Regions from separate parts of the Mus musculus genome. Here all the other regions are linked to region 1. A link is a contact called in public Hi-C and promoter capture Hi-C data. All regions are on one chromosome and are shown on one strand. Each heading gives the region's core, a stretch centred on a gene start, on an enhancer-like site or on the middle of the called end of the contact. The rest is flanking DNA. Distances are from core to core; before and after follow the strand shown.

Region 1 (5,856 bases), core at 745-3,244:
GGCAGAAAGGGCAAGAAACACCATCGCAAGCGTTCACACTCACCCTCAGTGAGTCGGCAGGTAGAGGGACATGGGTGAGGCTGGACTGTTTCATACAAATTAAACACCTCTCCCCATACATTACCTCCTTGGCTCTGAACTCCCTGTCCCCAGTTCCTAGATGAGGGCTTCTGGGCTGACCAGTATTACTCCTCTGCCTAGGGCTCTGAGTCAGATGAAGAGGAGCTGCCCCCACCATCCCTCCGGCCCCCCAAGCGGAGGAGGCGGAACCCCTCAGAATCTGGCTCTGAGCCCTCCTCCTCACTTGATTCAGTTGAAAGTGGGGGTGCTGCTCTTGGAGGACCAGGCTCCCCATCTTCCCACCTTCTTCTTGGGTCAGGTAAGCAGTTTCTAGGAGCCCGGGAACTAGAGTGCTGGGATAGAGGCACAGCAAATCCCAGACCGCTGAGGGCTGACTGGGATGGGAGGGCCTCACTGTGGAGCAAGACTTCCTATCTCTGCCCAGGCAAGGAGCTGCCTTCTCCCGATGGGACTCAGCGTAGATTTTTTTTTTTAAACCCTATAGATCATGGTCTTCGGAAAACCAAGAAACCAAAAAAGAAAACCAAGAAAAGAAGACACAAGTCGGTGAGTGGAGGAGTCGTCTTGAGATTCTGCAGTCATGTCACCTGCCTCCCAGCTGTGCCGCTCAACTGCTGAGATGGGCTCTGAACTCTTACAGACCAGTCCTGACAGTGAGACGGACCCCGAAGACAAAGCTGGTAAGGAGAGTGAAGACAGAGAACAGGAACAGGACAGGGAACCCCGGCAGGCAGAGCTCCCTAACCGTTCCCCAGGCTTCGGAATCAAGAAGGAGAAGGTGAATGGGAGGACCTGGCTTTCGCCCCAGCCTGTGACACAGACTAGGGGGCTCAGGTAAGTCACACCTTTGCTCAACAGACAGGCTGGGACACGTCAGAAAGCGAGCTGAGTGAGGGGGAGCTGGAGAGGCGAAGGCGGACACTCCTACAGCAGCTGGACGACCACCAATGACCCCACGAGCTACTTTCTGCCTTGGACTTCGTGAGGCAGTGGCTCCAGGGTCGCCTCAGCATCTGCCTCAGACTCCTTCGTCTTGTCTGGTCTGTGTCCACTTTTCCTAAAGTAACCCACCCCCAACACACTACTGTTAGCACCTCTCAAGGTTGCTTTTGGTGTTCAAGGGTCCCCTAGTTCTCAGACTAGTGCAGTCCTTGCCCTCAGCCCCAGACCAGAGATGGGCAGTCTATACCACGGGGTGGGTGATGCCAGTAGATAGTGTGAGAAGGGGTCTCCAGGAAAGAGACAGGCTGCTTGGACACAGCCTGGGTGGCCGAGGGCAGGGTCCTCACCCTCTAGCATCAGTGCCTGCTCTTGCCTGACCTGGCCCTGGGGCTCCACCACTACTTCCTCTCCCCTGGGACCCGATGTATGTGTTCTGTTTTGTTTTTTAAATAATATTTATAACATGATCTACAACTCCTTTGTCCTCTTCATGTACTATCCACTGGGGACCAGCAGAGGGCACTCCAGTTCTGACAGCTTCCTCCCTGTGTTTAAAGCCCAGCCAGGCTTCCCCTGCCATCTAGGCTCATCACTCCTGAAATGGAGGAAAACACTTCCCACCCAAACTCATATCCTCATGGCCACTCTGACAAAGAGAAGACAGCTTGGTGCAAGACTTTGTTGAGAGGTCTGGGATTTATGTACAAGAAAGGAAAAGATACATATACAAAACAAAGTGCCCCTGCATTCCCTTCCAGGGTCAGAGCCCAGTAGGGAATTGAGCAAATAGTCTGTGAAGATCCTCTGTTGCCTGTTCCTGGGCCAGAGTCCACCTAGCTGAGGAAAGGTGAGATTGCGGCACATCCTTCCTCTAGCAGTCTTGGAGCTGGGACAGACAGTGCCTCTGCTCTTCAATCAGTGGGAAGACAGCAGGCAGGGTGGGGTCCAAGCCCTTCCTTGCATTGTTTGGAGCAGGAAGTGCCCATCCAGAGGGAGACCGCCAGGGGTCAGCTGCTCCCACTGCCACCCACTCTGCATGTTAAGTGTTAGCCCTTCTTTTTCCACTTTTGAAAGCCACAGGTCTTCCTCCACAATCCTTTGGTTTTAAGGAAGTGGAGCAGGAGGCAATGCAGGACAGCAGCTGGCTCAGGAAGCCAAGAAGATGGGTGCCAAGGTGGGTGGGACATGGGTCTAGGAGAGCAGAACAGCAACAAAAGAACCCTGAAGACGCAGGCAGCCAGTGGGCCTGCCATTGCTCCTCTGTCCCTTTTTACTAGGGCTCAGCAGAGTGGGCCCAGGCAAAGATTATCCAATATTGGCAGAGTCCAGGGATCCATTAGTGTGGATACTCTCTAAACCAGAGCTGACTGTGGGATTGCAAAGGCGGGGTGGGGGGACCCGTATTTCTTCTTGGATGTACTTCCTCCTCTAGGATCCCACTAGACCCTGGGAAGAGGGGGGCTGTGTACCCTCGTGTGCTGAAGCCGGAAGTGGTTTTTCCCAGCCCTGAACTGACCCTTCAGGAAATGAAGTTGAAGACTTGGGGCAAAGTGCACTATGGGGGGCACTAGGGAAATGTCAGACCCCTATAGACCTAGTGCCCACAGTGGCACAGGGACGAGCCAGCCTCAGCTGGAGCAGCAGGAGCTTGAACAACACAGCCTTCTGCTGGGCCCTGGGCCCACTGTCCAGATCTGCAGGACTCTGAGAATTAAGGTACTTCTGCCTCCAGGAGGATCTCAGTGGGGACCTGGAGCTCGAGGAGGGCCACTGGGTGGTACAGCACTCCTGACTTGACTGTGAACGACCATGCGTTGGTGGTTAAAGCCTGTGGGGAAAACAAGCGCATGAACAGTGACTAGGCAGGGACACCGAGCAAGACAGCACCTGAGGAAGAAGTCAGCCATGAAAAGGTCAGGGAAGCTCTTAGAGGAAGGCTTGAGAGCCAGCTAGAAAAACTGCTGGAACGATTCTCAGAGGGTAGCATAGGAAACTAAAGGCCACCCAGGAAAATATTAAGCCAAACTAGATGTCAAGAAGCAGAGGTTAGGGACATCTATCCCTGAGTAGGAGCTACTAGAACTCTTAGGGGAGACCAGGACCCAAGCAAGATACTTTGGGTCTATGACTGGAGCCTCAGTCATCCAAAGCATTAGGTCTTGCCTGCTCTGGCCTAGCTCCTAACCCTGGCCCAGAGACACCTTAACCCTTGGATCTTAGTAGCTAGGACAGTATTAGTGGGAGGACCCATGCAGGGATAAGCTGTGTTTCTCAGAGCATGCAGCATGCAAAGTCTGTGTCTCCATCACTGGGAGGATGCTACCAGAAGATGACTCCAAGGCATGCAGAGAGGGCAGCTAGAGTGCCCAGTACCTGTCAGGCTAACAGTTTGACTCGTCATGGTGGGCTGCATCACAGAAGAAACGTGAGCCCCGCTTGGCAGTACGTGCCGTGAAAGGGACACTCTTCAACACTACGGCCCAGGAGAGACAGTGATCAGGTCTTATGGGAAAACAGACTAGGAAGCAGGACCAAAGGGAATTAGGTCAGGCTCTGGGAATTGGGCCCAGTGGACAAACGTCCCACCTGTGATGATGTCCTCAATGGTACCATCCTTCCCCTCGTAAACAGGCCGGTGTTCCTTAGCTTGGCGCCGCCTCAGCTCTGCAATTAGCTCCTGCTGTTGCCATTTGTTCCGCTGGGATGGAGTCTAAGCCAGATATTACAAGGGGAAGGAAGTCATCACTAACCCAAAAGCAACTGGTTCCTGTCCCAAGATGTAGGCTGAAGATGACCCTGCTGAGAGTAACCCTGTGTCCTGTCCATCGGTGTCTACCCCTCCCTCTAGACTCACGCTGTCAGCCACTCCAAGGGAGGGAGGGAGACAGACACAGAGAGTGTGTGTGTGTGTGTGTGTGTGTCTTGGTTCTCCATGTCCTTCCTTGCTCCTTGCTCCCTGCTCCCTGAATCCTCAATTCTCTGTCCTGTCTTCCAGACCAGCTCTTGGTCCCACCCACCTTGGCATCCAGCTTCTTGGCTTCCTGAGCCAGCTGCTTCTCCCGCATTACCTCCTCTTGTTTCTTGCGAGCTTCATTCTCTTGTTCTGCTTCCTTAGATAGGACCAAGAGAGGGGAAGGAGCTTGAGGTTTTCACAGGCTGGAAGGGAGGGCCTGACACTAAGCATGAAGGGTGGGTGGCAGTGGGACCAGCTAACCCCAGGTGGCCACTCTCTGGAGGGGTACTTCCTGCTCTGAACAATGAAAGGAAGGGCCTGGGCCCCCACCCTGCCCACCAGTCCACAGTTTAGAGGCCTGTCGCCAGCTTCCATGGTTCCTTCCCTAGACCTTAGGAACTGGAAAAGTCTCAGACTTGAAGCCCAGGCTCGCTCTTGACTAATCATCTTCTACCAGCATAACTCCTGAAACGTTTCTTCAACTTACCTTGTAAGAACGAATGAATCGGACAAATACTGGGAAAAACACAGAAGGAGGTGTGGTCTTGGGACTCTCACCAAAGTAGCGCACAACTGCATTGTAGGCCTCCTGAGTAAGTAAAGGGCAGACAGAGGGGTCATCCCAGTGGGGAGGAGGCCCACAGAAAGCAAAGCCTGCTGCCAGGAGAGGAAAGCCAGTTACCCAAGCCCCTCCTAAGTCATAGCTTCAGACATGGATATCTGCTATCTTTAAAGTCCCTTGTTACTACCCCCTCACCTGCCCACACTGCTGGCCAAGAGTTGGATGCCTACCTCAAGTGGCCACTGTGCTGGCTTTAGATGTTTGTTTCCCCCCCACCCCAGTTCCTCACTCACCTCGGCAGTCTTGGCATCACGCTGGAGCTTGTCCAGTTTGCCTTCATTGGTACTAAGGAAGTTTCGAAGGACGCTGTTGTCATGAATGCTGCATTCCCGCCGAATCAGCTCCATTCCCCGGCCCAGCTCTTTCACGTCTAGCAGCACGTTCTCCAGGGACACTGTTTACCAAGAGCCTGGCTGAGGCTTACCCAGGCCTACAGCACATTTGTCCCACCATGTCCCCTTGGCATAGACTTCAGGGATGTACATGTAGAGAAGTCTGTGTCAAGCAGGCTGGGCTCTCTCGGGCAGTAGGAGGGAATGGAGAGAGTTCATGGGCCCAAAGAACAAGGTAGCAAAGGAAGGAAAACCAGAGACAGCTAGTCCCCGTCCCCCGTCCTGTCCCCGTCCCCCCACCCCCCCCACCACCCGGGCAGGACAGAAACAGTAGTACTGTGTATCTGTCTGTAGGGGGCTTTACAGGTTTTCTAATCACATCACAGACATGATTAGAGAACTACACTCTCTGGGCCAGGCTAAGGGAAACCTGATCCTACTTGAGCACATGGAAGGCTCACTCTCTTTGGGGTTGCCCCTGCTCATAGATTTAGTAGTGAGAAAGAAGATAGCAAAAGCCAGAAATGGACCGGGTGTTCCTCCTGTTCAGCTTCCTGGGATCGTCTTGAAGAGGGCACCCTCACCTGCTGCAGCCTTCTCCACAAAGTGCAGCTCCTGCCAGAAGTTAGCCAGTTCCGGGTATTTCTCCTTCACCGTCAAGGCAATGAAGTGCAGCAGGGTCATCTTTCGGTCCGTGGACTTGGTGTCCAGCAGCTGAAAGGGAGAGGTGGTGGCAGCACTGAGCGCCCTGGCTTGGGCACTAGGGTCTGTATGTCCTGCACATGCTGTCCCTGCCATCTTACCAGGTCCAGGCTCTGGAGCTTGAAGCCGTAGACAGCACCTCGCTTGCTGCTGTTCATGTAGTTCCCCAATGCAAGGATGATCTGTTGGTAAGATGCAAGGCAGGCAGCTCACAACAGCCCCAG
Region 2 (5,527 bases), core at 348-2,847, 66 kb before region 1:
GTCAGGCTGATGAGGCCGACACACGGGGTGGGCTCTGAGCATAACTGCTCCCTTGGCTATCAAAATGCATTGTGCCAAAGAGCAGAAGCTCCACAGCAACTGAGGCAATTGTGGCTCTGCCGAGAGGCACATGGGTGGTGCTGGCCCAGGGGAGGGGGGTGGTAGGTGGCATTGCCGGGCCAAGACCGAGAGACACTCGTGCAAGGCAAGGGGTAGAGTCAGAGGCTGCCTGGCGCCCGAGAGCTTGGGGAGATGGCCGGGCCTCACACTACCTTTGTCCATCCTCTCACAGTCCCAAAGCCTCCGGCTCCAAACCACAGGGCTAGGAGGAAGGGTCCCACAGGCTCATCCAAGGGTTCTGACCAAGCGAGCTTGGATGCTGAGAAGAGAGTCTGGGAAGGAGAGGTAAGGCTCCCTCAGGCTCGGGTTTCCAACAGGCCAAACCTACTGACTGACCAATCCCTTATCCTCGTGCACTCGTGCACCCTGTCTGAGGTAGTGGGAAGAGGCAAAAGAGCTCTACTCTCAATTGCACCTAACCATTAGTAGCTATTACCTGGTCTGATGGCTCTGACAGTTAATCCCAGCATGTGGAGGCGGAGGTAGAGGTAGAGGTAGAGGTAGAGGTAGAGGTAGAGGTAGAGGTAGAGGTAGAGGTAGAGGCAGGTGGATCTCTGTTGACTTTAAGGCCAGCCTCGTCTACAGAGCAAGCCAGGGCTATCTATATAATGGTGAGCCTCTGCTCCAAACAATAAAAACAAAAAATATAAGTAGCTATGTGGGAGTCACTGAGGCCTTTGTGTGAATGATAAAAAGATGTGGGAAAAAACGTATTAGGCTCAGAGATCTCTCTTAATTTTACCAGTGAATCCTAAATTAAGCATTTGGAACGTTAACCAGAAAGGGTCAAGGGATTCCTGACTCATTTGTTTTCCTTTGCCTGTCTACTCAAATCAGCAGCACCAGCCTGCCCCCAGGCCACAGCCTGGGAAGGTAGATGGAATCCCACTATCTCGCTACCCTTTTGCTTTCCCTTCCATTTGCAGCTTTTACTAAAGCGGGTGGTTCCTTCGGACGATTCAAACGTGGTTTGGGAACTGTATGAATACCCAGCGCTTTGGCAGCCCCGCCCCTCCTGACTCCGGCGTCTCGTAGAGCAAAGTTCTGGCTCTGCCTTTAAGGACGCTCCACGACCAGCTCCGTGGGTACCACAGAAGGGGGGTGCAGGTGTCCAGTCCCACGAGCAACTAAGGCAAAGTGCTTGCCCTCCTTCCCTTCCCTCCTCCCGACAGGGCACCCCCAAGGTGAGGGATCAGTGCAGGTCTGTTTCAGGGACTCTGGGGAGCAGTGGTAATTTAGTCAACTCTTCGGCTCCATACTACTGCATCGATCTCGCCATCTGGCTCTGAGGCCCACAGGCCGGTGGTAGCGAACCAGGACCAACTCCCAGACAATTCTCATCCCACCTCAAGCATGCCACCTGTGCGCATGCGTAACACCGCAGGCCAGAGCCTGGCCTGATCGGACTTACGCATGCGCAGATTTTTCGGGGCGATACCGGGGCGGGGCCCCAAATCTTGTTGTGGGGTTGTGCCCCGAGGCACGTTGGGAAACTCCACTTCACCCTCCAGGTCTACTCAGAACACTAGGAGACGAGTCGCGGGGTCTCACCATTCCTAGGCTGCCAGCTCCAACAATTTCTCCGCGGCGACGGCAGGAGCCGCAGGGCCAAAGCCGGCTTCCGTGAGACACATCTACTTCCGGGTTGCGAACGAAGGGTTGGACGATCTCTTCCGGTTCGTCCTGGACCCGTAAGTGGAAGGGGCGTGGCCGTGCGCCTTAGTGGAAACCATTTTGCGGGGAGCCGGAAATACAGCTTTCCCGGTTGGCAGAAGCGCTTAGGGAGGCACCAGGCAGTGTTAATTATAGGAACCGCGGAGGTTTCCGTGTTGGAAAACGCAGCGGGAGGGCGGGGCTTGTGCTGAGACCCCGCCCAGGCGACGCTGGGAGGGGCGGGGCCGCCGTGCATTCGTAATTAGCACTAACCTTGGTAGGTCTCTCTGGACCAAATCTTGTATTGTTTTATCTGCCAGTGTTTTCAGATAAGGGATTCGGTCAGGCTCTTTGCTAAGCACAGGACTGGAGGAACATGTTGGAGAGTTTGCTCTAACTGTGGCGTACAGTACGATCCCGAAAATTCCTGTCTAAGGGGGAGATGCAGGATGGTGGCCGCGTTCCTAAGGAAACACTCCTTAGAAGGAGCGGCGCCAGTTGCTTACGCCAGAAGAACTCCATCTAGACTGCTGGGGTCAGTCGTGGGTAGCCAGCAAACCAACCGAATCCTTTTCAGAGGACAGTGTTCCCTGAGGAAACTGTTTTGAAAGAAAGAACTAGTTCCCAGAGAACAGGAGACGTCCAGACTTTGGGGCCGTGAGAGATGCCCGGGAAAGCTAGGGAGACTGGGCTCTAATAGCTCTTTCATGCCTTCTTTGAGGGGCACAAAAGTGGAGCAGCTCTGGCTGGAGGAGCTTCCGGGAAGAGCGTTTGCCCAGCGTGCCTGACATCCTGAACTTAAGTGTCAAATGGACGACCCTGACAAGTTGCAAGTCTTCTCTTCATAATATACTGTTACTTATTTAACGAGCATGTATTTGCTTTATCGCTCCCAAAACAAAGTTTTCTGGTATACAGTGTGCTTGTTAGAGGTTTGTCAACTTGAAACTAGCTAGAATCTTCGCGCTCAGTTGAGAAAATGCCTCCTTCAGACTGGTTGGTAGGCAAGTCTGGGGTGTGTTTTCTTGTTTGGATAGATGTGGGAGGTCTAAGCAGTGCCTGCCTTGAGGTTCTTGCCCCAACTTTCCTCGGTAATAGACAGTGACTTGAAAGTTATGAGATGAGGGGCTGGTGAGATGGCTCAGTGGGTAAGAGCACCCGACTGCTCTTCCAAAGGTCTGGAGTTCAAATCCCAGCAACCACGTGGTGGCTCACAACCATCCATAACGAGATCTGACTCCCTCTTCTGGAGTGTCTGAAGACAGCTACAGTGTACTTACATATAACCAATAAATAAATCTTAAAAAAAAAAAAAGAAAGTTATGAGATGAAATAGACCCTTTGCTTCCCAGGTCGCCTTTAGTTACAGTGTTTTGATCACAGCAATTAAAAACAAACTAGGACACAGTCTGGTGGGTTGTGCAAAATATAGTGTGGTTTAGTATCTATACAGATGACAATTAATTGGGCTTTCTTCTTTAAAGAGTTTTTGTTTGTTTGTTTGTTTGTTTTTAAGTAGGAGTGAAATACTTGTTGCTTATCAGGCAAGTTCTGTCCCACCAAGCCACATGGACAGCCCTAACAAGGGATCGTTTGGTAAAGAGCTGGATGGGTACTGTTCAATGTTTGTTAGATGTTTTTCTCCTAGGAAAGGCAAACCCTTAAAGAAGGAAACCCTGAAAGAAGAAAGGGTTATTTTAGCTCACAGGGTTTTTGGGGGTGTGAGGGGGACAAACATCATGGCAGGAAAGGCATGGTGGCAGGAGTGTGGGGTGATTGCTCACGCTGTGTCCAGAACTTGGAAGTGCAGAGAGATGAAGTATTGGTGTTCTGCCTGCTTTCTCCTTTCTGTTCAGTCTGTAGCCCTAGCCCAAGGTCACTCGAAATTAGGGTGTGTCTCCCATCTAAGTTAAACCTCCAGAAATAGCTTCACAGATGTCTTGTGACTCTAAATGAGGTTAAGCGGACAAGATCACAAGCCCACCTGATGTCCAGGCATACCACATTTATGTCGGTGGCATCCATCAGCTGCTGGTGCCACTGGAGCATAGCGATCACCGGTCTTTCTTGGTTTGTTTGGCTTGGGTTTTTGAGACAGAGCCTCTATGTAGTTTTGGCTGTCCTGTAACTTGCAATGTAGGTCCTGAACTCACAGAGATCCATCTCCCTCTGCCTCCCAATGTAAGGATTAATGGCGTGTGTCACCACACCCAGGTATTAGGCTTTAGAGACAGGGTCTCATGCAGTCCAGCTGGTCTCAAACTCAAGTTATCAAAAGATTGACCTTGAACTTCTCATCCTCCCATCTCCACCTCCCCAGTGCTAGGATTACAGCCGGGTGCCATTATCCCTGGTTTTGTGTGGTACTGGGTATCAAACCCATGGCTTTGTGCGTGTTGTATAAACACTCTACCAACTGAGCTATATCCCCAACCCTGAAACATCACTTTTAAATCATAGCATTCCCTAAAGTCTCATGTTAATTCTTTAGACCGGATGTGAGCTTTATTACTGAACATGGTTCAGTGGGCATAGTAAGCAGAGTGGAAGCTCTCAGGAGGACCACAGAGTCTGCCACTCTCCCCAGGGACTATAACTGGGGACATATGTGCCCCATAGCCATCAGGGATGCACTGGTTGTCAGTTACCACTCCTTTCAATTCTTCTGCATTAAACTTGGTAAAGCCCCACCTCTTTGAGGCGTGGCTCTTCCAGAGGCCAGGGAACTTGAACCTTACCTCTATGCAAGGCCTTAACCACCTTCCTCATTGTGAAACCTGACACAGATGGGCTTGATGACTTGGCCTAAGTGGATCCTGGCCACTGTGTCCTGGAGCTTCCCAAAGGCAGCATGCACGCTTGTCTGCAGCCTGGACTGGGGATAGTATTGAGGTCAGAGACAGAAATAGCCCCTAGAAAGCTGCCACCAAGATCCCTTAGGGAAACCCACACAGATAGAAGGTTGAATATCCCTCCAAGTAGGCTTCTGTTTGCAGCCATTACACACAGGTGCCATGAAGAAGGGGGCCTGGCCAGCTCAACTGGCTGTATCACACTCATTTTTCTTTCTTTGTTTCTTTTGTTTGTTTGCTTTTGAAAACAGGGTCTCTCCATGGCCCTGGCTGTTCTAGAACTCACTTGGTAGACAAGTGCAGCATTGAAGAGTGCTGGGATTAAAGGTGGGTGCCACATGCCTGCCTTCATGTTCATATCTTAATGCAGAAGGCAGTTATTTCATCTTAAAAAAAAAAAAAACTCAAAGTCTCAACACTTTCAAAATGATTCAAAAATATAAGTGCAGAGTCTTTTCTGAGACTCAGGTGACCTCTTAACTGCGAGTCTCTATAAAATAAAATACAAGTTACTTACAGTATACAATGGCACAGTGTAAATATTTCCATTCCAAAATAGAGTGTGGGTCATGCAGGGAAGATCAGGCCAATGGCTGGAGAGGTGACTCACTCTGTAAAGTGTGCTGCAAAAGACCAGGCCAAAGCAAGACTGAAACCCAGACAGGCCAGCACTCTGCAGTCTGAACTCATGATGGAACCGTCTGGGCTCCAGCACTGTTAGCAGCTGTGGCCCCAGCCCACCACCGGCAGCACCTGCAGCTTTCCTCTCCGGTCAGCGCCCTTCTCTGCCTGCAGCTTTCCTCAGCAGATGCTCCATAGCCCTAGAACCTCCAATATGCACTGCAACTCTGGCATCCCGTTCACATGGTCAGGCAGTGGGTTCCCAGGGAACCTGACCCCAT
Region 3 (6,268 bases), core at 2,239-4,738, 94 kb after region 1:
CGTCAGCCTTTCCCAGCTCACCTTCTCCCCCCCACCCCCCCACCCCTGTTTCTTTGCACACATCACAGGTGTCGTGTTCTATGATAATGAAAGCATCAGGAAAGCTTTTGTACTTAGTGGTTTTCTCTATTTTGAAATTTTTTGATCAAAAACTGATTAGTGAATATAGTTTGGAGTTTGGCTTCGTGTCCTGGGTTCTTCCCCGTCCCTTTTCTGTCAGCCCATCACAGCCACCTGCTCTGCTCAGACAGCCAGGCACCAGAAGTGAGAGCAGAAGTCTGCATCCTGCCGAGCCGCCGCAGACGGAGCCCCGCTGCTGACTGGACCCTCTCTGGCCCTGTGGTTCGGTTCTCACAGTTCCAGTGAGACTGGGCAGCGTGTTTGCCTGTCCTGAGGTGCCAGGCCTGCAGAGAGTGGACTCTGGTGGGTGCTTCCTTCCTCTGCTGCCTAACTGAGTCTGGCACAGGCTTTCTGCCTTGCCATGAGGAGGAGGTGTAGACTTGTGAGTGCTCTCTCCGCTCTGAGTGGCCCTCGGGGAACCACCTGCTTTCCATCTGTGGGGTGGGGCGCTCGCTCCGAGTATGTGTGGCAAGGTGGAGGCCACAATGCCAAGGTTCCCTAGTGTGTTTTTCTTTGTTGGTTCTTAAAATTATCAACCTTTGTTACGGATGGGCCTCCACTAGGTGGCTGTGGGTAAAGTCTTGGGGGGAGGATAGGAAAGGAGACCGGCTGAGCCTCAGGGCTAATTGTACTGAGTAAGGACTGCAGCTCCCGGTGACCGCGAGGAGTCGGTGAGGTGGGACTGGTGACTCTCAGAAGCTCCTCGGTGCACTTTTGTCTCGGCAGAGCTGGGAGGGAGCAGGCGCTCGCGGAAGCACGTCACTTACTGGGTTTGTTCACCTGTTTCCAGCAAGTTTTGGTCTTTTGGGCAGAAGCCTGTTGACCAACTGTGGGCCACCACAGTCTGCACAGAAAGGTGGCACCCGGAGTGGTTGTGGCCCTCACTACCAAGCCACGGGCAGCCCATTTCCAGTAGGATGGCGGTTTGGATTTCTTTGCTCAGAGCCAATGCAGTTGACACAGTGGCTGCTGGGTTACTGTCCCATGAGACTGTACTGGACGGGTGCAGCCAGAGTGGCGCAGTGCACTAAGGTGCCGGCCGCCCTGCCTGCCCGGTGCCTCCCACTGACCTGAGCTTACTAAGGGATGGCAGCAGCTCCCCAGAAAAAAACGACACTGCGAGCCCTCGGGACATGACTGAGTTCCACCTCCTGAAGCCAGACTCCACCTCTTGTGCTTTTTTGCTTGGGAAAAAGGAGTTTTTCTTTAGAAACAGTGCCAAGAATGATATAAACTACTTTTAACTAAGATGCCTAACAGGCTTTTAACACAGGTGTCCATCTCCACTCTGTCCCCGGTCTCTGTCCCAGCTCAGGCTGCGTTCTCTAACTCATACTGTGAAGACAACCGTGTTTTTGATTAAAAAAAATATATCTACATAGTCTTAATTTGTAAAAAATAAAGAAAATTCCTTAACCTTTGCTGGTGTCTCAGTGTTAAATCAGGGGCATGCTGGGTTAGGGTTGGCACAGTTGTCGTTGCTAGTGGGAGCTGACTGGGCCCAGTGTGCTCCATGGAGAAAGCAAGGCGCCCACTTAGGCCTCCCGCTCCAGAGTCCCACCATGCCACTAGTGTTGAGACCCTCTCTATCCAGCCCCGGCCTCCTCCAGAGCCCTCTGCTCAGCCTGGCCTTTGCTGGGGTTGTCTGTGGTGGTGGCTGCTAAAGTTAGGATGTGCACCAGCCACGGGACTTGGGGCAGAGGGTTACTCACCCTGCAAGTACTTGTGTTCACTTCCGGTGGCTGGGCTCCTCCTCAGGAGCACCGGTGAGTGTGCGCCTGAGATGACTTCAGTCTGCTCACCCCGTTCAGCTGACACACAACCATGGTTAGCCGTAGTGTAGATTGTAGATTAGACCAGGGTGCCATGGAGGAGGGAGGGTACTTACAGAAAATGCTGAGAGTCTAACTCAAAGCCTACCTCCATGACACAGCTCACCACCATGGTCACACCTCCCAAACGGCTCCACCAAGGAAGGGCCAAGTGTTAGAATGTTCAAACCACCACAGGCTATCCCAGCTAAAGACCGCTGCTTTTCTCAACTAGGGAAAGGCGTATTTATCCTCGTGTGGGAGGGAGGCACAGAATGAGTCCCTGGAGCTGGCTTCAGTAAAATGCGCTGTGAGAGAGCCCTTTTCAGAATTGAAGTCCCTGGAGCAGTTTTAACTGCTGGGTGGATGCTGGGAATTGAACTTGGGGCCTCTACTGCAGACACATCTCTAGCACACTGGATTTGACTGCTTACAAATGGCAGACACTCCAAAGTGACTTGTAACTGCACCTGTGAGGCGGTTTATTTTGTTTTTAAACACCATTTCCTTCATTTTAACCATGTGAGTTTGCTTGGGGGTGGGGGGTGGGTGCAGGGTGAGGACCACAGCACAAGCTGGGGGGAAGTCAGAGGACTGCGGCAGCTTCTCCACTTTTCCATGGGTTCCAGGGATCTAACTTAGGTCTCTTTACCCAGTGAACATCTCATCACCCTGTTTTATGTAGTCTTAATAACCAGGGAAGGCCAGTGAGTTTACTAAAGCAGCCATTAACTTCCGGTGGCATACCAGGCGACACTGATGCCAGGGTCCCTGGTCTTGGTGTGTGCAGGCAATGCTGAAGAGAGTTGCAGAGACTGTCATCCTTTCTGCCCCGGGATTAATGTTGCCCTTTGAGCGAGAGGGAAAGGTACACCAATTTCAGCAAAATCTCTTCACCCCAGATCTTTGTAACTAGTATGAGCTACAAGAGCAAACACTCTTTTCACTGTACCTCCGTTAACATTCGCCTGAGGAGAATAAGTGGGAGCGTTGTCCAGCCAGAGCCAGAGGGAGGAAGCCAGGCTGCAGCGACGGATGCTTCTGCTCTGGAAAGATGATCCTAATGCAGTGTTTGGACTAGGGGTGTCAGTTCTCCCAGTGTGGAGATCTAGTAAGGTGATTCATTATGGACAGTCGTCGTCCAATAGCACAGGAGAGCTGCGTGAAAATATTACACGTTTAGGAGGCTCAGTGTGTCAGTGCAAGCAGGCTGCAGTTCACGTCCTCAGACCTCTTGGAAAAGTAGAATTGGCGGGGGCAGCTCCTGGGAGGCAGACGAGGAATCCCCGGACACACACACACTGGGGTTGAGATAGCATTGGGAGACAGTCCCGCTGGATCTGGGATGCTCATCTGAGATGAGTTAAGGCTGAATCCTGAAGGTTGGTTGAGTCAACGTGAGACAGAAGAGATAAGGAAAGGCAGTGGAACGTAGGCTGCGGCTAAGGAAATGAAATGAAGCAAGGCGCATGCGCGCGCGCACACACCTCAGCCTGGCAAGCACAGGTTTTGCAGGCTTTAGAACAGCTGGAAATGGGAATTAGGGTTATAATTAGTAAGTAGGCCATCGCTTACGAAGGCCTCCAGTGGGAGGCACTAACGAGTAGACTTTCCTGCAGGCAACTGAGGGATCCAAAAGCCAGAAAAAGGTTAGGCTTGAATTTCTACCCTGAGGACTGGCAGGCTAAAGGCCGTGTTTCTCGGACTCCCTGTTTCCGGCTGGAATGAATCAGACCTGTCTGCATTGATGCTGAGAAGTCTGTGACAAGAGATGCAGGAAATGAGCCTGGGATGCTCCATCCGAAGCAAGCTCAGCAGCCCCGCCACCGCCCCCAACCTCCCCCTAGTAGAGGTAGGGGCCAGCTTAGGCTCCATAATGAACTTTTGTTTTGTTTTGTTTTTTGTTGAGACAGGGTTTCTCTGTATATCTCTGGCTGTCCTGGAACTCACTTTGTAGACCAGGCTGGCCTCGAACTCAGAAATCCACCTGACTCTGCTTCCCAAGTGCTGGGATTAAAGGCTTGCGCCACCACTACCCGACCATAATGAACTCTTTATCAAAGACAAGTGGTATCAGTCAAGAGGACTCCAAGGCAAACCTAGGGAAATGAGGCTCGCTCAACAGGGAACAATTTAACGATCACTAAGAATTATAATGGAAAAAAACAACTAAAAAAAATTGTTTTTTGTTTTTATTCATTTGTTTTGGGTTTTTGAGACAGGACGACCTCATTCTCGCTCTATGCTCACAACGGGATGACGGCATTCTGCCTGTCTTATTTTACTTCATTTTACATTTAGTTTATGTATATGAATATTTTGCCAGTATGTATGTATGTGTGTGCACCATTTACGTATCCGGTATCAATGGATGTCACTAGAGGCCACTGGAAACACTAGGAACTGGATTTACTTGCTCAATAGCCTAGGGTGGCCTTGATCTTCTGACGCTCCAGCCCGCACCTCCCAAGCATTTGCCACTCTCTCATCCCGCTTTATTGGTGCTGCAGTTTGAACCTGGAGCTCTCTACCAACAGAACTACATCCTCAGCCACAGCATGGTGCATGTGGATCGTTTTTATTTGTTAGTGTGTGTGTGCGCGCGCGCGCGCGTGCACGCGCATGTTTGATATGTCTGTCAATTTAAACGTGACAGGAGCTTCGCCGTGCTGAGCCATTTCACAGGCCCATTTCGTTTGCTATACTCTTAAAATACTGACCACCTTTGGAGGAACCTAGCAACCAGCCACTCTAAGTACCCGGAAAGGGAAACAGCATTTTAGCCTTCCTTTTCTATTCTAACTTTATTTTGGGCATGCATGGGCAAGTATTTCCCTCCACAGAGATATCCTCACCGAGGGATGAAGGAATTATCCATATTAATGTATCCTTAATTTGAAAACCTGTCTGAAGATAGGTGATGGTAGCAGGCGCTAGTGTCATCTTAATAGAAACAATGTAACATTATGCACCCCCAGGCAGAGCAGTTAACACTGGCGATAAGTTTGTTGCTGGAGCCCGCTGAGGAGTCACCATAAGTGAAGTCACCGCCCTCCTGAAAGTAAGTTTATGGAGGAGAAGTTATCATTGAAGGTGGCAGACATGTACAGGGAATGCTAAGGAGCTTCGCTCCCCTTATGATTCCTGTGACTGGTGAGTGGGTGGAGGCAGGAACTCCTGGGCAACAGAATAGCATTGGAACTAACCGCAATCACACAGGAAACAGCGTCACCACCTTAGAAGCCTTGGAAAGAGTCTAAACAATGGCTGCTCAGCAGAGATGCCCACCTCCCTCCCTGTCTAGACTGTGAATTAATGAATTAATTAATTAAAGGGCCTGTCTGACTGTGAATTGGGTCATGGACATCTTTTTTTTTTTAAGATTTATTTATTAATATATGTAAGTACACTGTAGCTGTCTTCAGACACTCCAGAAGAGGGAGTCAGATCTCATTACGGATGGTTGTGAGCCACCATGGGGTTGCTGGGATTTGAACTCTGGACCTTCGGAAGAGCAGTCAGGTGCTCTTACCCACTGAGCCATCTCACCAGGTCCCATGGACATCTTCTTATGAAACCTTTTGCTAAATAAACTTTTGTGATACTCAGAAGAAAAAAAAAAAGTTTGTCATTTTGTTTTGTGAATAAGAAATCTGGATCACGGGAAGTTCTAAAGTTTAAGGACCATTTACGGGAACATTCAGTACCTCTTAGTGCTCTGCTTCATCCAGAGGATGTAACAAGTAAAACCAGGAACACCGCGGTGTGCTGTGGAGACACGACACGCTCAGCAGTCGCTAGCATTTCCTTCTGCTCCAGAAGACCAGGGCTCCTTTCTACCATCACTGTCCAGCACTCACAATACAGTTCCCATAGCTCTGACGCCCTCTTCGGGTCTCTGTGGGCACTGTACTCATGTACACCCACCCACACACAAATACACAGATACACATAATTAAAAACAAGAAAATATGCCAGGTGGTGGAGGCCTTTAAGCCCAGCACTCAGGAGGCAGAGGCAGGAGGATCTCTGTGAGTTCAAGAACAGCATGTTCTACAGAGCGAGTTCCAGGACAACCAGAGCTACACAGAAAAACTCTGTCTCAAAATAAATAAATAAAATAAAATAAAATAAAATAAATGTAAAGGCACTTAGTGGGACACTAAGAAAGCTGGGGGCATTGGACATGTGTTTGGTGGCAGAGCACCTGCCTAAGATGCCCGGGGTGAGGCTGAAGGCTTGACCTCCAGTATATTATGTGATATGACTTGTTGTTTTATTTTTTAGATTTATTTATTTATTATATGTAAGTACACTGTAGCTGTCTTCAGACACTC
Region 4 (5,780 bases), core at 1,215-3,714, 93 kb before region 1:
ACAGATCTGAGAGGCTGGTATAGGTGGAAAGAAGATGTTTGAATGTGTCATTCATTTAAACAGAATGGCCACGCCACAGGGAAAGACCCGCCCACCTTATGAGTACTTAGATATGTTGAGGGGTTGAAGGACTGCAATTTCATTCTGGGATAAGAGTAGTCCCAACGCTGTGCATGCCGCCGGCACAAGCCTCTAATCCGAGCACTCGAGGCAGGGGCAGAATGAGTGCTAGACTGCCAGGGCTACACAGAGAAACCCTGTTTGGGAAGAAGAAGACAGGGGAAAAAAAGAAAGACAGGGAGGAAAAGAAAGAAGGAAAGAAAGAAAGAAAGAAAGAAAGAAAGAAAGAAAGAAAGAAAGAAAGAAAGAAAAGAAAAGAAAGAGTGGTTCTAGCATAGCATCCAGTACCTAACCAGGCTTACCAAAATAGTGACCGGAATGGCGCTAATACAAGCAGTGTGTCTCAGACAAGGTCCATGACCTTCGTGTTTTCACTGGTGAATAGGAACGGCTTCCGTGTTAAATTAGCAGGGGAATCCGAGAAGAGCACTTATTCAGCACAGAGCCCTCCTTGCCTCGGGAAATACGAAGTTCAGTCATTCCCAACCCCAACTACTCCGCCCGATTTAAACCCAGGTCTCTAGCTTCCCTGACCTCCGCAAGCCAGCCCAGGTCAGTCCAGGTCACTGATCTGGAAGCCTAAACATGACCTCGAGGATATAGTTTGGACCCGTTAGACCTGACCACCCCAGAGGACCAGTGATGTCTATGCAACTCAGGTGTTTTGGGAGCAGGGACTGTTGTAGATGGAACCCCGACTTTGTCCTCTTCTCTCTCTCTCTCTCTCTCTCTCTCTCTCTCTCTCTCCTTCCTTCCTTTTTCTTCTCCCTTTGTGAAATAACTACCCCGGGGCGTTTCTCAAGATCCCTCTGAGACTCAAAATCAGACAATAAACATTTGCATGAAGCAAGTGCCGCACATTCACTGTCCTGGGTATATATGCCTCCTTATTTCTTCCTCAGAACCCACAGGGGTAGTTATTATTATTTCCATTCCACGGATGAAGAGAACTGAATCACAGAAATGTTAGTAAGTTGTCTTACAAGAAAAGGATTATCTCCTGGACAGCGAGTTCAGAGCAGTACTTAAACCCGGCTCGGCTAGCCGAGTTCTGCAGATGACGCTTTCAACAACAGCCTCGCCCTGGCTTAAAGTGAGCTTTAAAATATTCCTCTGTTTAGCGGGATGCTATCTAACTCCTGGAAAGAAGGTTGCTGCGAGGACTGGAGGGGTTACTCTTTAGCCCTGACCCATCAGGAGTCGGGAACCATATCTGCGGACATTTCAGGCTCGCCTGGGAGCTGGATTTCAGGGTGCAGCAGACTGGGAGGGGGGGACTTCCTCCCTTTCTTCCCAAAGCTCCTGTTCATTTAAATACAGGTGCCTTGAGCTTGGGCTTTACTAGCTGCTGACGGGTAGTTGGAGCAGGGTATACTCCTCTTTCCGACGCTGGTGGCAGTGGGTGTGTCTCCTGCAGGGGAGCAGTGCTGAGCTCCGGCTTCTTCCATTGGAGAGCAAATTGCAGTTTTGGCCCCGGCGGCTTCTCTGGGCGCGGGCGGCAGCCGCGCTCACTGGCAAATCGTAGGAGGGAGGAGGAGCGGCGCTGGCAGGAGAGGCCGCGGGGACGGTCGCGGCGCGCGGGGACAGGGACAGGAGACGGCCGTCCGCCCCTGCTTTCCGCCTCCTCGCTGGAGGTGCGGGCTCCGGGGAGAATCGAACTCCGCGACTAAAGGGGGGGGGGGGCTAGCCAAGCACACACAGGGTTCCTGGACCAGCCTCTGACCCTCCCGCGGCGACAGAAACTTGAGGAAATGCGTGGGGCGAGCGGAGGGCTTGGAGTTCACTTTCCCAATGCGCCCTCTGCGCTCCGGGGTCTCGCCCAAGGCATCTGGACCTCACTCTAGCCTCAGGTTTCCTCAGCTCCTGCTTCCACTTTTCAGGGGAGCCGAGCCGCATCCGGGAAAGGCTTGACTGAACCCGGGGGGAAAAACAGGTTCAGAAGCCTCCCTTTTAGAGAACTCTGCATAGTCAGCGCTCCCCGGGGGCCCCAAACCTTCAACTACTGGACGTTCCCCGCCACCTAGTCGCCAGTTCCCGTTCTCATGACATTATTCTCGTTCCGAAACACATCTACAACACACTCACACACGCTCACGCCCCCAAGCCTTCCTCTGATCCCTCTGCAGGAGAGAGAAGCCCGAGGCTGTCAGGCTGAGCCCACCCGGCCCGGGTTCTCGCCTTAGGGAGTCTGGCAGCGCTAGGGGGCGGCAGCCTTCCCTGCCCCCACCAAGGTCCCAGGGGAGGGGGATCCCTCCGCAGGAGGCCTGTCTCTTTAAGGAGGCGGCCCTGACTGGGTGTGCCCCGTCTCCATGGTTACCCCGGTGCAGGCGGCGGTGCGGGAGGTAGGCTGCCGCTTCTCCCCGACAGACGGAGGGAGCTGCGGGGACCCGGCGCTGAGCCGAGCCCAAGCGGGAGCCACCCCGCTTGCAGAAACAGGAGCCGCGGGCGGACCAAAGGTGCAGAGTGCGCGGTGGCCGCGGGGCCTGCAGCCCGGAATCCGTGGGCGGCGAGGGGTCGCGCGCGCGCCATGCGCCCAGCCCCGACGGTGCGGACGCCCCCTTGTGCGCCGGCAGCTGCTGGGGCCTGCGAGCCTGGGCCGGGCATAGCCCCCCGACGGCTACTCTAGGGGGCGCGGGGCCCGGCGGGGGGCGGCCGAGCCAGGCGCCCTCCCCCGGCGCTGAGTCCCCGCGCCCCGGAGGGATGGGGCGGGCGGCCCCCGCCGCCTAAGATGCCGGCCATGCGGGGGCTCCTGGCGCCGCAGAACACCTTCCTGGACACCATCGCCACCCGCTTCGACGGGACGCGTGAGTCAGGCCCTAGCTCCCTAGCTTCCGGGCAGTAATCCACTGTCGGAACTGCCACCTGCTGCTTGGTGCCCACCAGCCATCCCCTTCCTCACCCCTCTTGAAGCTAGGGCCATTCTCTCCTTCCAGTAAGTGAAGGTTTCCCGGAGGTTTTCAGGGTCAATACTGTAAGATGTCCCTAGGTGCGGGACCGGGATGAGTCAATCTGATCCAGCCTGTCTTATCCTCAGACCTGGCGCGGTTGCAAAGGCCGAGTCGGGTGAAGCGCGGAACCAGTCCTGGTGGACAGCGCAGAGGGCTCACAGAGCCCAGATTTAGAAATAAGATTTGCAAAGGAAGGTAGAGTAGGCGGGATTCAGCAGAGAACTGTGTCTGCAAGCGTATCGCACAGTCTAAACCCGTCGCTTGGAATGCCCACCCGGCCCCAAAGAAGCTGAGCTCCTCTGAGCTCGGGAGACTCACATCCGGACTGGGGAAGTTTGGAAAAGGCAACTTGAGCTTCCAGATTCTGAGTTCCTCTGGCTCTGAACACAGGGAAGTCGTGAAAACAGGGTCCCTCCCCCTCTCGCTCCAGTGGGGCTTCCCAGTTCTGACAAGCGTTCTCCCTCCTGTTGTAGACAGCCTGTAGGAACTCATCACAGAGCTCCCCCACCCCCCAGGCTTCTCCATCTGCTTTGGGCTTGAAGCCTGCTGATTCAGCACCCCTCACTCCCCAATACATTCTTGGCTCCAGGCTCTGTTGTTCAACCACTATCCACACACCGCCATTCTTGATGGCGTTCAATAGTCCCTGAGCCAGGGTGTGCAGCGAACGGGGCATCGGATGCATGGTGGCCTGCTTCCCAGACCAAGCGGTTCTCCGTGGGAGGAGCCACACAGCCAGCCTAGTTATCTAGTTAAGGGATGAACCTGGCAGAAGCCGAGGTGGGCCCAGAGCAGGTGGTACAGTCTTTTGGAAATCTCCAGCCCCACCCCTTACTCAGACTGCTCAGGACACTGCACAGCAGTGCCTACACAGGACTGCGTTCAGCAGTCCGCACTGACATGGTCCTCTCATGCACTCCTATGCATTCAGCTGGGGACCCTCCCTTGAGGACACCGATACCCAGGTGTGCATGCTAAGCCTCATTCATGAACCGGTCATGACCAGCATACACAGCTTCCTTTGGGGACGAAACCCCACGCTTTGGTGGGGTTTGCAAGTAGTTTGAGAAGCGGGGCTGGTAGGTGAAGGTGCCCTTCGCATTCTCTTGCAGACAGCAACTTCGTGCTGGGCAACGCCCAGGTGGCGGGGCTCTTCCCTGTGGTCTACTGCTCCGATGGCTTCTGTGACCTCACGGGTTTCTCCAGAGCTGAGGTCATGCAGCGGGGCTGTGCCTGCTCCTTCCTCTATGGGCCAGACACCAGTGAGCTGGTCCGCCAACAGATCCGAAAGGCCCTAGATGAGCACAAAGAATTCAAGGCTGAACTGATCCTGTACCGGAAGAGTGGTAAGGCACCGTGGCACCAATTTACCTTCAGTGTCACTATGCTGGACAGGGCATCCATCCTCTCACTATCTCTCTTCTTTTCTCTTCCTATCTTCCAATGTACCCATCCACCCTTCTACCCCTTTCTCTGCCTCTACCTCTTGTCCTGGGCTCCTCCTCCTCTGCTGGTCTCAGCCTCCACTCGCTTCCAATCTCCAGTTTCTCATATTCAGAAGGGGGAGGGGAGCCACCCCATGTCAGTGTGTCTGACAGTCGTGTCTGACAGTCATGTCTGCTCCCCTCGCTCCCCGAAGCCTTGTCCTGAGTGAGCCCACACTGCTGCTCTCTCCCCAGGAAGCTCCGTTTCTGCTAGCTTCTTACCAGGGACCGTCCAAGGGGTTCTTAACTTAGGCAGGGCAAGGTAAGAACGGAAGGCAGCTAAGTCTGTCTCTTTGCCTAGGGCTTCCATTCTGGTGTCTCCTGGATGTGATACCTATAAAAAATGAGAAGGGGGAGGTGGCCCTCTTCCTGGTCTCTCACAAGGACATCAGCGAGACCAAGAACCGAGGAGGCCCTGACAACTGGAAGGAGAGAGGTGGGTGCTCTGGCTCCTTGATTTAGAAGCAGAGATTTGGGCTCAGGCTCAGGGGTGTCTGTGACACTCAGTGTGGGTTACAGGCGCCCACTTGTCCTCACTGAGCTCCGCTCAGTCTGCGCTGCTGTGTGTTTAGTCCCGGGATGGGAATCTTATCCTAATAGGCTAGTTGAAACAAAGTTGCAGTTGTCAAGTAAACTTCACCTGCGGCAGGAACCCTTTCTTCCCCACTGACGAATGAGGCAGAACTACTCACCTGACTTCTTTCAGCACAGCATGCCTGATTGGGGAGTGGGGGGGACGACCCAGTGGATCCCCCTTCATGGGCTGGGGCAAGCTTTCTAAGTCACAGAACTGTCATTAGACACTGGTCCAAAATCTCCTCACTGTCTGGAGATGCTGTTCACACAGTCCATGCCACAGCTCTGCCCTCCCTCAGCCCTGGGGTTTGCTGGTGTCAGTCTTCAGTGTGGGTTCCTCTGAGCTTCCACACCTCTGCTGGCGGCATCCTACTGCACCTCTGCTGATGGCATCCTACGGTCTCGGTCTCTGCATCTTGAAACTCTCTTAGAGATTTCCCAGGCCTTTCTCTACTGACTTCTTTTCTTGTGTGGCTGAACCCTAGGACCGCACAGCTCCGATTGACAAGTGATCTGATGACAAGAGGAATGCCTAACCCCTCACTCTGAAAAGACAAAAGAGTCACCGAGCCAGATCATTTCACAGACTAACAACTAATACCCTGTGCCCAGGATCCTACAGCTTACTGTCACAGAACCCTCTTTTCTTGTA

The links. Promoter capture Hi-C pulls out the DNA fragments that hold promoters and counts their contacts. A called contact is a pair of places that touch in the nucleus more often than the background predicts.
Region 2: a contact with region 1 is called in a promoter capture Hi-C map of embryonic stem cells, with 2.9 times the contacts expected there. The contact joins the promoter of 1700120C14Rik here to the enhancer-like site in region 1. A contact is called at or near these places in 10 of 39 promoter capture datasets (3T3-L1-derived adipocytes, the HPC-7 cell line, HPC-7-derived erythroid cells and 4 more), 1 of 15 datasets of contacts at CTCF or cohesin (CD8 T cells), 12 of 484 Hi-C or Micro-C datasets (the G1E-ER4 cell line, the HL-1 cell line, cerebral cortex and 3 more), 8 of 115 datasets of contacts at active chromatin or transcription factors (the 230-238 cell line, the SCID.adh cell line, embryonic stem cells and 2 more) and 4 of 9 other capture datasets (adipose tissue, embryonic stem cells, liver and 1 more).
Region 3: a contact with region 1 is called in a Hi-C map of cerebral cortex, with 1.8 times the contacts expected there. The contact joins two enhancer-like sites. A contact is called at or near these places in 6 of 15 datasets of contacts at CTCF or cohesin (the G1E-ER4 cell line, embryonic stem cells, hippocampal excitatory neurons and 2 more), 49 of 484 Hi-C or Micro-C datasets (B cells, the Ba/F3 cell line, the G1E-ER4 cell line and 29 more), 11 of 115 datasets of contacts at active chromatin or transcription factors (the HPC-7 cell line, bone marrow-derived dendritic cells, bone marrow-derived macrophages and 8 more) and 5 of 9 other capture datasets (adipose tissue, embryonic stem cells, liver and 2 more).
Region 4: a promoter capture Hi-C map of embryonic stem cells shows a contact between it and region 1, with 2.9 times the contacts expected there. The contact joins the promoter of Kcnh3 here to the enhancer-like site in region 1. A contact is called at or near these places in 7 of 39 promoter capture datasets (the 3T3-L1 cell line, the C10 cell line, the HPC-7 cell line and 4 more), 3 of 484 Hi-C or Micro-C datasets (the HL-1 cell line and embryonic stem cells), 2 of 115 datasets of contacts at active chromatin or transcription factors (both in embryonic stem cells) and 3 of 9 other capture datasets (adipose tissue, embryonic stem cells and liver).

Annotation. Positions count from the first base shown.
Region 1 is chr15:99,315,522-99,321,377 of GRCm38.p6, forward strand. It overlaps Prpf40b (pre-mRNA processing factor 40B), which reads left to right. Exons shown (of 26, transcript NM_001370635.1): 22 at 1-48; 23 at 202-379; 24 at 566-627; 25 at 722-859; 26 at 940-1,497. The coding sequence ends at 1,032. It overlaps Fmnl3 (formin-like 3), which reads right to left. Exons shown (of 27, transcript NM_011711.2): 20 at 5,734-5,814; 21 at 5,515-5,644; 22 at 4,832-4,992; 23 at 4,464-4,565; 24 at 4,041-4,133; 25 at 3,610-3,733; 26 at 3,397-3,496; 27 at 1,691-2,851. The coding sequence ends at 3,405. Among named protein-coding and RNA genes, the nearest start is that of Prpf40b, 23 kb to the left of the region's middle. Within about 2 kb of position 1,995, at least 80 of the 459 cell types and tissues checked have an H3K27ac peak or open chromatin away from gene starts, as enhancers often do. A contact at or near this core is called in CD8 T cells, the HPC-7 cell line, the SCID.adh cell line and 7 more, where this site is marked.
Region 2 is chr15:99,250,191-99,255,717 of GRCm38.p6, forward strand. It overlaps 1700120C14Rik (RIKEN cDNA 1700120C14 gene), which reads left to right and starts at 1,598. Exons shown (of 3, transcript NR_045627.2): 1 at 1,598-1,811. Mcrs1 (microspherule protein 1) reads right to left here and starts at 1,771. Exons shown (of 15, transcript NM_016766.3): 1 at 1,672-1,771; 2 at 273-392. The coding sequence starts at 282. Gm25999 (a small nucleolar RNA gene) reads right to left here and starts at 4,824; the gene lies at 4,692-4,824.
Region 3 is chr15:99,408,508-99,414,775 of GRCm38.p6, forward strand. Tmbim6 (transmembrane BAX inhibitor motif containing 6) reads left to right here. Exons shown (of 10, transcript NM_026669.4): 10 at 1-1,542. Among named protein-coding and RNA genes, the nearest start is that of Tmbim6, 19 kb to the left of the region's middle. Within about 2 kb of position 3,489, at least 17 of the 459 cell types and tissues checked have an H3K27ac peak or open chromatin away from gene starts, as enhancers often do. A contact at or near this core is called in cerebral cortex, where this site is marked.
Region 4 is chr15:99,222,128-99,227,907 of GRCm38.p6, forward strand. It overlaps Kcnh3 (potassium voltage-gated channel, subfamily H (eag-related), member 3), which reads left to right and starts at 2,465. Exons shown (of 15, transcript NM_010601.4): 1 at 2,465-2,924; 2 at 4,181-4,414; 3 at 4,854-4,988. The coding sequence starts at 2,849. It overlaps Gm46538 (a long non-coding RNA gene), which reads right to left and starts at 3,746. Exons shown (of 3, transcript XR_001781769.2): 1 at 3,020-3,746.